Linked DNA regions of Mus musculus: region 2 is linked to region 1. Evidence: chromatin contacts called from public promoter capture Hi-C data. All regions are on one chromosome and are shown on one strand. The core of a region is the stretch at or near the end of the contact, and the rest is flanking DNA. Distances in the headings are between cores, read along the strand shown.

What was found. Promoter capture Hi-C pulls out the DNA fragments that hold promoters and counts their contacts.
Region 2: a promoter capture Hi-C map of hippocampal neurons shows a contact between it and region 1, with 6 times the contacts expected there. The contact joins the promoter of Lrrc55 here to the promoter of Rtn4rl2 in region 1. A contact is called at or near these places in 2 of 39 promoter capture datasets (hippocampal neurons and liver) and 1 of 9 other capture datasets (liver).

What each region holds. Positions count from the first base shown.
Region 1 is chr2:84,883,503-84,889,139 of GRCm38.p6, reverse strand. Rtn4rl2 (reticulon 4 receptor-like 2) reads left to right here and starts at 2,448. Exons shown (of 3, transcript NM_199223.1): 1 at 2,448-2,478. The coding sequence starts at 2,448.
Region 2 is chr2:85,195,839-85,201,475 of GRCm38.p6, reverse strand. Lrrc55 (leucine rich repeat containing 55) reads left to right here and starts at 2,726. Exons shown (of 3, transcript NM_001033346.4): 1 at 2,726-3,032; 2 at 3,969-5,497. The coding sequence starts at 4,837.

The sequences.
Region 1 (5,637 bases), core at 1,199-3,698:
TTCCGGGGAAGGACGCCAAATCCCACCCTGCTACCCCCAACACTCCCTCCCCGCCGCCCCCTCCAGCACTAAACACCCCCCCACACCCTCGCGCACGCTCCAGGAGCGGGCCCTGCACAGGGTAGGACCCAAGGAAAATCAAGGCTCTATTCCAGAGAGAGGAGACCCAAATATGCCCCTTTCTGTTTCTATCTGACCTGGAAAAAGAGAAAAGCAGGAGAGAAAATTCAGGGACTGCCAAGCTGCGAGCCCCGGAAGCAACGTAAGATAGAACCACCAGGGGGCACTCCAGAATGAGGTGCAAGAGTCTGAGAGCAGCTACCACCACCAACATCGCAGCCCAGCCAAGAAACAAGATGAAAGGGAGGAAGGGAGTAGAGACAAAGAGGCGAGGAAACACATGCGGACTTGGAGAGGCCAAGAGGAGGCTGGGACTCTCTCTCTCTCTCTCTCTCTCTCTCTCTCTCTCTCTCTCTCTCTCTCCCCCCCCCCCTCTCTCTCTCTCTCTCTCTCACACACACACACACACACACACACACACACACACACATACACAGAGACAGAGAGAAAGAGAACCAATGAAGACAGAAGATATACTCATCTCATCTTTGGGGAGGAAAGGACAGAAACTAAAAGGCGGCGCACAAGAGAATAGAGATTAAAGATGGGGATCATAAAATATGAATAAGAGTTGGGGGAGAAAATGAGAGAAATCGAATGAGTACGAGAGAAGAATGGCAGATTATAAAAGGTGCGTGGAGTGAATGAGAAGAATGAGACTAGCATATATAAAGCGCCGACTGTATGCCGTGCACAGCGTTGGACCCAGGCACAGGTATGAAGAGGAGCCCGTGCCTGGACTAAGGGTTCCTCCGCTCCACTCGCAGGCAGGGTCCGACTGCATCCAGATGGCCCTGGCACCGCCGCCGTAGGCACCACTGCAGCAATCCCAACCCCGCGTGCGCCGCTTGGCGACAGTTCCCCAAGCGGCTCCCTTCATACGGGGGTTATCAAAAACCGTGTACTAGGCACCTTGGACTGACCAAGACTAGGGCGAAAGGCGTTGAGGCTTTTAAAATAAGGCGCTGAGGTCAGGGATTGGCTGACTCCGCCAGGATAGAGGCGTCTAGGGACCCTATGAGGCCCCTATCCGCCCCTTGGTAAGAAGAGGGTTAGAAGTTTTTGTGAACCAGCAGTCTGCTACCACTTTTGGATCCTCTTCTGCCCTCTGGCGAGAGATAAGAAATCATACCCTTTGGGACATATCACGTAAATACACGCGCGCACGCGCGCGCGTTCACACACGCACACAATTCGCACGCACGCTCAAACTTACACCCATTTGTAAAAAGCTTTAAGGTACATACAACACACCTGAACATTTATTCCCTTCTCCTCCCATCCCGAACTCGAGCGCGCAGAATTTCACACAGCCCTCGCGTGGCTCAACCAGAGCAGAAACCAGCGAGCACACACTAGTACTCCCGCCCTGGTCCTGGTTCCCGACAGGAATAAAAGGCCAGCACTCAGCTACACCTGCCCAAGCGTCTGCGCGCGCGAGCACGCGCACATACACTTGCTCACACGAACTCCTAGACACACTGGTCCTATAGCTATGCAAACCGCCCTGAGGGTCTAGGAAGAAAAGAAAACGTGACATTTTGCAGTCTTTAAGGGACGCAAACGATCGCGAAGGGCAGGGCAGGAGGAGGGGCGCTGAGTGGGAAACTGCTCTGAAACTGCATATCTTCTGGGAAAGTTGGGAAATCCTCACCCTGAACAAGTCAGGGGGTGGGGGTGGGGAGGGGACTTAACACTACTGCATGCGCGCGCGCGCGCGCACACACACACACACACACACACACACACACACACACACACACACCAAGAAGGGATTTCTCTAAAGGCATGGCGCCGCAGAGGCTACGGGAACACAGCCTTCCCGATCTCCCAAGGTTGGGAGGGGGCCGGAGACTGAGTGGTCTAGATGGAGAACTACTCCCTCCTCCTAGTAGCCAGCAAAGGGTTAAACCGGCAGGCCGGGAAGCGAGGGAGGAGCCAGCGAGTGCGGGAATGGGGGGGGGGGGGGAGCGCTTCTTCGCTGTCCCCACTCTCCCTCGGCGAGCAGCCGGGGCGCACGGACCGACCGACTAACCGACTCCCTGCGGGGCCGCGCTGCTGAAGGGGCGCGGACACCGGGTGTCCAGGGTCAACCCAGCCCTTTCCATCCCGTCGTGCCCCGCCCCGTCCCGTCGGGGCCGATGGCTCCTTCCGAGGCACGGAGTCCGGGGGGCGCAGGGTAGAACTCCGCAGCCCCGCTACGTAGCCCGGGACTCCCCGGGTCCTTACGGAGCCCCGCGGAGTCCCCGCCGTCTGTCCGGCGGGATAAGGGAGCGAGTGGGAGTGCCCTCCCCCCCGCCGCCCCCTCCCCCGATCGTCGAGACAAGATGCTGCCCGGGCTCCGGCGCCTGCTGCAAGGTAGGGACACCGGCCGGCGGGAGGACACTAGAGAGAGAGGCGCCCCTCTCCTTGGGCACGAGGGTGGGGCAGTGAAGGGGGTGGGGTGGGTAGGGAGCAAAAAACCGCTTAGCGCGGGAGCGGCGCCTCCGCCCCCAGAGCTGCCAGCCGCAGGAGGGCACTGGGCTTGGAGCCTGCGGGAATGTGCGGGGAGCTCGTGACCAAGGGGGGACGCGGAGGGCAGACCGAGCTGGCTGGGAGGAGGAGAAAGAGGCTCAGGTTCTGTTGTCCCGGCTCCACCTGCTCCGGGGGGACGCTGAGGACTCGGGCCGGCTGGGGAAGCGCCGACTCAGCAACTCCTCGTGCCCGGTGTCTCAGCACTTTCCAGTCACCTGGGAAGACAAGCCATGTGGGTAGGGGTCTGCCTGGGAATGAAGGGGGTAGAGAGAGATTCCCCAATGGCCCTGCCTAGTCGCATAGATGGAGGGGCTAAAAGGAGGCTAGTTCCGAGCACTGAGTGACAGCCAAGGGTGTGGGCTGGAGACTGGGGGCGGGGAGGGTAGGGGTCGGAGGGAGGAGGGGAGTCAGGATGAGAAAAGTGTCTAGGGAGGTGGGGGTGAGAAAGAGGAGGTGGGGGGCGGGATAAAGGAGGGGTAGGAGGAGGCATAAAGGTTAGACGACCAGAAACTGGGGTCCAGGGGAAGACCAAGGAAGAGGGAGGAGAGGGTGACCAGTTCAGGAGAGAGGTGTACAGGGGCATAAAAAGCTAGAGGGGAGCGGGGGGGGGGGGGGAGATAACCGGAAGGGTGAGGACTGGGGCTCTAGGAGATTGGAATGGAAAGGGGATGGGAGGACTAGAAACCAGCGGAAGCTAGTGAGGAAGGATAGATGTAAGACTCAGACACCAGGAAAATGGTCACCAGGGGTGGGGGCCGGGATCCCTACGCGGTAGAGTGATTTGAGACGGATTAGGATGTCAACAGAAGCCAGAGAAGGAGATGGAAGAGAAGCGATGGTGCCCAGGGAGTAGACAAAGAGGCTCTGGTAACCACTTCCACGTGGGAAGCTCTCCATTCCAAAGCGCCTGCCTGGTATAGCCCTTCTCTCAGGAGTAGCTGCTGGGCTAGTCCAAAGGACCCTGAGCTCGGGGTCTGGGTTAGAGCTGAGGGAAGGAGCGTGAGCACTTTGTGTGTGGGGGTGGGGGGCAGCCTCCTTGGGGTGGGTACCTGGGCTGCCTCAGCGCTGCCATTTATATCTCCAAGCCCCGACGTCGGATCCTGCCGCCCCACAGTAGCTGCTTATTTTGGGGTGTTACATTCTGGCAGAGTGAGAAGCTGTTTGCAGCAGCTTTAAAGCCTCCAGTCACCTGCATCGGTGCCTCCTCAGGCCCCTGCGTCACTGGTATGCCATCGCCCCCCTGCCACTCCCAAGGCCCCCCACCTCCTCACCCTCTGCCCCCTCAGCATCTGCCTGGCAGGCCCCTGGCTCTTCTCTGAGGCAGCGTTTGAGGTGTGCAGATGGTGCTTGTATTTAGGACCCAGCACCTTCTTTCTACAACTAGAGGCCTGTCTACTTTTACTGGGACATCTCTGCCCTATTATGGTGCACCCTGGTTCCTGCCTTGGACACTGCCCCCCACCCCTTCCTCCTCAAGTTTCTTATTCCCAGGGGCCTCTGGCCTAACGGCTGGCACAAGCTGAGAACTTTATCTCAGATCCTGGGTACTCCAAGGTCTGGCAGCCCTTGGGCTTTGACCATGATCCCTTGGTGAATGGATCCTTTTGGCTCTGGGTACCTTAGCCTTCCGGGGATCAATATCATGTTGTAGTCTCTCTCCACTCCCTCCTGTGGCCAGATCTGGCTATGCCTTTGGTCACTGATCACCTCTTCTTGACTCTCAATTGTGCTGTGCTCTAGAGTAACCAGAGCCTGGAACCTAGGAGTGGAAATCTATGGAGAGAGCCTATGTCCATCCTGTCCTGTCCCCACCCCCACCCCGTGACCCTGACCCCCGACCCTGAACAGCTAGTATTGTGGTTGTTCCAAGACTGAGCATCTGGGCACAGTACCTATATTCCCTTTACCTCTAGGCCAGCATATCTTATTGAGAAGGTATGATGGGGGAAGGGGACTCTGAAAGAAAGGTCAGAGCAGGTCCTTGGTCCACAGTCCAGTGTGTGCTCTTTCAGCTCTGGGTCCCACATTACACTTGGACTTCAGAGTGAAGTCTTCTTCCCTTCCTAGAAAGGTTGGGGCCTTTGTACTATTGATCTCCCCAGGGGCCATGACAGGTTGGGTTCTGTGGATAAAGAGGGCAGCATGCATAAATGGAGTACTGGCATGCAGTAAGGGCTCAAGAGTAGATTGAGTCCTTCTCTGGTCCCATACGCCATTCATGTTAGGGGGTTAACAGAGGGTGAGGGAGGCTTGCAGAAAAGGCTTCCCTCTGCCTTGACTGCAAGGAAGGGAAGAAACCAAAGATTCTGAGAAGGACAGAAAGGGGTTCTACCAACCGGAAGCCCACTTTTCTCCTTTCCAGCCCTCAGTGATTTCTTGTCTCACGAAGATTTGTTCTAGATGGTGGCTGAGGATCCCCCGTCCACTTCTGACACACTGTGCCTGCCCAGGACATGCATTGGGGAACCTAGAGTATAGCTGTGGACCTCAGGGGAGGGCCTGGAGTGGCTGTGAAGAGGTGTGAGAAGCAGGCCTTAGGGAGGGGATGTGGGAGAAGGGGAAGGTGCTAGGGGCGGAGGAGGGAGAGCAGAGGGAGCACAAGGTGCTCTCCCAACCCCCTACCTTGCCTCTGCCTGGAGTGCCCACTCCAATCCTGCCTGGGGGCAGAGAAGCCCAGAGCCCACCACCTCCCCCTCCCTCTCCCCCCTGCCTTCCGTGAGAGCCGCAACCTGAATTATGGATGAAGCTCCTTGGGTTACAGCTGCTTTGCGCGCGGCAGCGAGGGCCAGAAATGGCATCAGAGTCACTGTTACGCAGCAGCTGCCATGGAGTGCCCCCCACCTCTAGGGTCCCTCCTCAAAGGGCCTGCAGGGAATACCACTGACACGGAGGGAAGTGAATCCCGCTGAGAGAAAGGTGTGGACAGGAGCGCAGGGAGGCAGGGAGGAGCACGGGATGAGTGAGGAGCCAAACAGGGAGTTTGCGGGGGTGGGGGGGGGTGGG
Region 2 (5,637 bases), core at 1,477-3,976, 310 kb before region 1:
TAGGTTAAGATCAGTATTTTAGCCGGGTGATGGTGGCACATGCTTTTAATCCCAGCACTCAGGAGGCAGAAGCAGGCAGATCTCTGTGAGTTCAAGGCCAGCCTAGTCTACAGACCAAGTTCCAGGACAGCCATGACTACAATGAGAAAAACCTGTCTTGAAAAATCAAAACTAAAATAAAATAAGATCAGTATTTTATTTCTAAAATTACAGATGAGATTTAACAACAACCACCACCCCTTTAAGCTTGGAGGAGCTGATAACTTCATTCAGCAGAGAAGAGAAGTGTGTGTGAATGGGTTGCCATATTGTTCTGCACTAGACACTATAAAAGGCGAAAGGCTGCATTGTAAGAGAGAGACCTGGGAAGCTGATCTTCCTCTATAATCATATTTGAAGGTGAATCTCAATAGACAGGGTGAAGTCACTGACCTACAGAACTTCCTAAAGGCCCAGAACCTGTGTAAACTCAAGTTTCTTCTCTATAGCATCATTCCATTCCCCCCATCTAAACATAAGATATCATTTAGATACAATAAGCCCCAGGTCAGCAGACTGAAAGCATAGAGCCAATGTCAGACCTCTAAGGGATTATCTATATAAATCTCTGTGTGTACATGCCCAAGTATGTGGGGTGTGTGTGTGTGCTCGAGCGAGTGCACAGGTACATTTTGCATAGAAGTCAGAGATCAACCTTGGGTGTCATTTATTCTTCGGGAGTTTTTTGAGATAGCACTGGGATTACAAGCTTGCAGCGCTACACCCAGCTTTTTACTTGGATGCTAAGGGTAGAATTCAGGTCTCCGTGCTTGTATGGAAAGTGCTTTACCAACTGAGCCATTTCCCCAGTCCTATATAAATCTCCTAAGCTATAAACCTACCATCTGGTCAATTATTTAGCAAATGGTAAATGTACAAAGAGTTATTTTTAAAGGAAAAGAAAGCAAATGTGGAGGTTGTAATGCAACAGCACTAAGGAGGCAAGAAGATTGAGAATTCAAGGTCAACCTGAACTGCACAGCAAGACACCTGATGAGAGAAAAGAGGAGAGAAGTGAGATAAGGAGAGGAGAAAGGAAGAGGAGGAGAGGGGAAGAGGAGAAGGGAGAGAGAAGAGAGAAACCACCTATTTAATCAAACCAACTAGCCAAGCCAATGTGCAAATTATGACCCACTGTAAAGACACTTACTCAAGAAAAGAGATGGTACCAGGCGTGGTGACACACGCCTTTAATCCCAGCACTTGGGAGGCAGAGGCAGGCAGATTTCTGAGTTTGAGGCCAACCTGGTCTACAAAGTGAGTTCCAGGACAGCCAGGGCTACAAAAAACAAAAAAAGAACAAAAAAGAAAGAAAGAGAGAGAGAGAGAGAAGAAAAGAAAAGAGATTGTGTGAATTTCACTTTCATCTGAACTCAATAGAATGAGAATCTTAAAGGGAACAGAACAACAAAAGGGATTCCTAGAACCCTTAGAAAGAAGAAAGAAGCATAGTGTTCTTTGACCATGGGTGTCTGTGTGTGTGTGTGTGTGTATCTGTGTGTGTGTGTCTGTGTGTGTGTGTGTGTATCTGTGTGTGTGTGTGTGTGTGTGTCTGTGTGTGTGTGTGTGTGTCTGTGTGTGTGTCTGTGTGTGTGTGCGCACGCGTGCAAGTGTGGGTGTGTGTATTAAATATATGCATATCCATGTTCATTTATGTGTGCATACACATGTGTTCACATGCATGTGGAGGCCAGAGGTGTCTCAATAACTCTCCACCTTGCACACTGAGTCAAGATCTCTGTGCCAGGCAGCTACACAGTACTGAGGATCAAGACCCCAGTTTTGTGTTTGTACTGCGGGACTTTTACCCAACCCAGGACCATGATACTTTTTACTGGCCACTTCCATTCCCTAAGGATATAACCAAGAATCTGTAGTGGTCCAGGTACCCTCATTTAAACTAGGCAATTGTTTCCTTGCATCCCAAGGGCTCTCAGCTCAATTGGTACTCCAGCTGAATCCCCTAGCCTCAGATAACTCATGGGGTAAGGGCTTAGAAACAAGGAGCAGAGGAAATAATTCACCTGTAATTCTTTCTAATATGCAAGCTTCATCTAATCACCTGGTGCTCCAACCTGGACACAGATGTCATAAAGCAGCTAAATAGAAAACATTTGCCCATCGGATAAACAAACACTAAGAATCAACCATGTTTCTTTTCTCTGCCCATCATTATGCTTGCCTTCATTGCTCTCATCTATTTTGCTTTTCCCCATCCCCATTACATTCCTCTCCCCATTTTATGCCTTCTCTTGTATCCCTGTGGAGTGAGATGCACTTAAACTCTCCATGTTCCATCTAAGATTTCAGACCAATGCTCTATCCTTTCCTGGAGAGCCCTCTTGCCCTCTCTCCATTGCCTGCTCTTCTGCCCTAATCCCTGTTCTGGGGCTGCCTACCCTCCTCTCCTTTCTTCCCCTTGCCCTACCCACTAGGACCCTGAGGGTGGCTGTAAATTCACCAGGAGTACTTCATTCTCTTTTCTCATCTTGGTGGGGTCTATAGCCAGTTCCCCCTGTTGCTCAGAGATGTGGAGGCAGTTGCTAAGAGACAGTGAAACGTCATTACCTGGCCCTCGAGGAAAAAAAAGGGGAGTGAAAGAGAGAGAGGAGGAGAGAAGGATGGAGGGAGGGGGAGAGCCAGAGAGAGAGAGGAGGGAGGGGAAGACCTGGCTCTGGCGGAAGCCACACACCAAGGCAGCCTCGGCACCAGCTGAGTTTCCCAAGAGGCATTCAGATTCTGTGAACTTTCTAAGCATCCTCTCTCAAATTTCCTTTCAGCGTAAAAGAAGGGGCACAGGGACCACAGGACAGGAAACCGCAGAAGATGCTGGCCTGGGATGCAGGAGACATGGAAGAGGAGAGTCGGGGGAGGGGAAGAGCCGGATAGGCAATCTGTTCGGAAGCTAGCAAGCAAAGGAGCGGGGGATTCCAGGATGAGGGAGGCAGAGCCGTTCGTCTGCGTAAGATTGATGTCTGTGTCCTTGGAACAGAGTGAGTAGTCTCCTGAGGGCCCGCGGGAGTATAGCAGAAGACCCCGAAGCTAAGAAAAATTAGTCTGTATAAGGGGGTGCCGGGGTGATTTCCCAATGGGTGAGACTGAAGCTACGAAGCAGTGGGGAACTGGGTGGGGAAATGACCGAGCGACGACGGGATAAAGGGGTGGGGGTAGTGGGGGCAAGTGAGGACAGCAGGTGAGTAAAAGAAAAGCTGAAGCCACAGAGAGTGAGGGATGAGCAGCGGGGTGAGGCCCTGGGTGGGATGAGGTTCTCCATCTCTTTGCCAGACCAAGTATGTGTGTGGGCTTAAGCAGGAGGCTGGGAGCTGGAGAGTAGAACATAAAAGGATGCTGGGGTTAGGGCTGTGCTGTGGTATAAAAGATGCCGGGGCACACTTGGGTAGGGAATGTGTGTAGAAAGAAGCTGGGAGGGGGTACAGTGAAAGTATGTGTGTGTGAGTGTGTGTGTGTGTGTGTGTGTGTGTGTGTGTGTGTGTGTGTGTGTATGTGTGTGTGTGTGTGTGTAAGAAAGAGATGGGGGGGGGCTGAAAAAGTGGATAAGAGGGGTGTACAAACTGCCAGAGCTTAGATGCATGTTTTTCTTGGGGAGTTTTTCAGGGTGGGGTATTTGGTGCTCACGAGGGTGGAGCTATGAGCAATAGAAGAAAATGCACCCAACTCCGGACAGAAACCTAGGAGAAGAATTTCAGGTCAGATGGATGCGGTTAGTAGGTGGGTGTAGACTGGGTTTCTGAGCTCACTGTGGTCCTCATCTGAAAGATAGTGAGCAAAGAACTTTGTGGTTGGGAACAGATAGGTTCAAAGAAGAAAGAAGAGTAAAGTAAGGAGGAGTGAAGACAAAGGAGCAAGGCAAGGGGGCAGGGATGTAAGGACACTAGATTTCTTTGCCTGAATGCTTTTCTTGTTGACAGAGTGACTTCTGCCTCCGCCTGCTGAGTGCACAGCTGAGCATGGTGACAGCTTGAAGACATAGATAATGCTTTTGTAACTGACCCTTACCTGTGCCTCCAGACTCATGGTGTTTTCCACATTTCGTGGTCCAGACAGTGGGTGTCACTTGGGACTCACCCCTCTCTGGGAAGCAAAGAGCATCCCTTGAGAATCCAGAGACCACTGAGACTGAATGTTCAGGCTTCTAGGAGACCCATGGGAACATACTTCTCCCCCATCCTAAATCTCTGGCCCCAGGTCTCTTGTGAACTCATGCCCACTGGGCCACCAGGAGAAATGGCCTCTGGGACCTTGAATGTTGGAGATCAAGGTGCCGTTCTGACTTCCTAATCAGTCCCAGACCTAGGACAGGGCTTAAGTTTTCTTAGATGAAGTGCCAGGACCTTTAAAGGGCACCTTTCATCCCCCTCACATCCTCCCCTGCCCCACCCACCTGTCAGACACAGCACAAGAGGAAGCATCCAGCAGGCATGGGTGACAGAAGCACAAAAGATCTACAGGGACCCTTCCAGGGCCTGCTGACAGCTGTTCCAGCTCCATCCTTGTTCCCCTAGTTTCTTAAGCTTTGATCATCCTTTCAGACCCTGGGGTACCTCAACTGGGTCCATGCTCCCCAGGGTCTACAAAGGGACATCCTATGAATCTTAGGAAGTCCTTGGGTGTTGAGAGGCTCTCAAGGAAGTGTTGAGCCATGATAGCACTCTCGCAAAAGCCCCACCTTCCAGACTCAGGCCTCTAATGTAGCAGCATCCCTGTAACTTGACTGTTGGACCTAGGGACACCGCTCTCATGGGCTCCCTACAGCACTGCTGCTGCCAGCTGCCAAAGATGGGTGACACCTGGGCCCAACTTCCCTGGCCTGGGCCTCCCCACTCAGCCTTGTTGCTGGTCTTCTTCCTCTTGGCAGCTGGGGTGATGCACTCTGATGCGGGTACCAGTTGCCCAGTCCTTTGTACATGTCGTAACCAAGTAGTGGACTGCAGCAACCAGCGGCTGTTCTCTGTACCCCCGGACCTGCCAATGGACACCCGCAACCTCAGCCTAGCCCACAATCGCATTGCAGCTGTACCGCCAGGCTATCTCACATGCTACATGGAACTCCGCGTGCTGGATTTGCGAAACAACTCCTTGATGGAGCTGCCCCCTGGCCTCTTTCTCCACGCCAAGCGCTTAGCACACCTGGATCTAAGCTACAACAACCTCAGTCATGTGCCAGCTGACATGTTCCGGGAAGCTCATGGACTGGTACATATCGACCTGAGCCACAACCCCTGGCTGCGGAGGGTGCACCCCCAGGCCTTCCAGGGCCTTGTGCATCTCAGAGACCTGGACCTCAGCTATGGCGGCCTGGCTTTTCTGAGCCTTGAAGCCCTTGAGGGCCTCCCAGGGCTGGTGACCCTACAGATCGGGGGTAACCCATGGGTATGTGGCTGCACCATGGAGCCCTTGCTGAAGTGGCTGCGGAATCGGATACAGCGCTGTACAGCGGGTAAGAGAGATGACTGGACAGGTCACCAGGCAGAAGGTTTCTGGGAGTAATAGTAATAATAGTAATAATAATAATAACAATAATAACAATAGTAATAGTGACAGTACTATGTGCCATCTCTTGTTCAATGAGTATTTGTT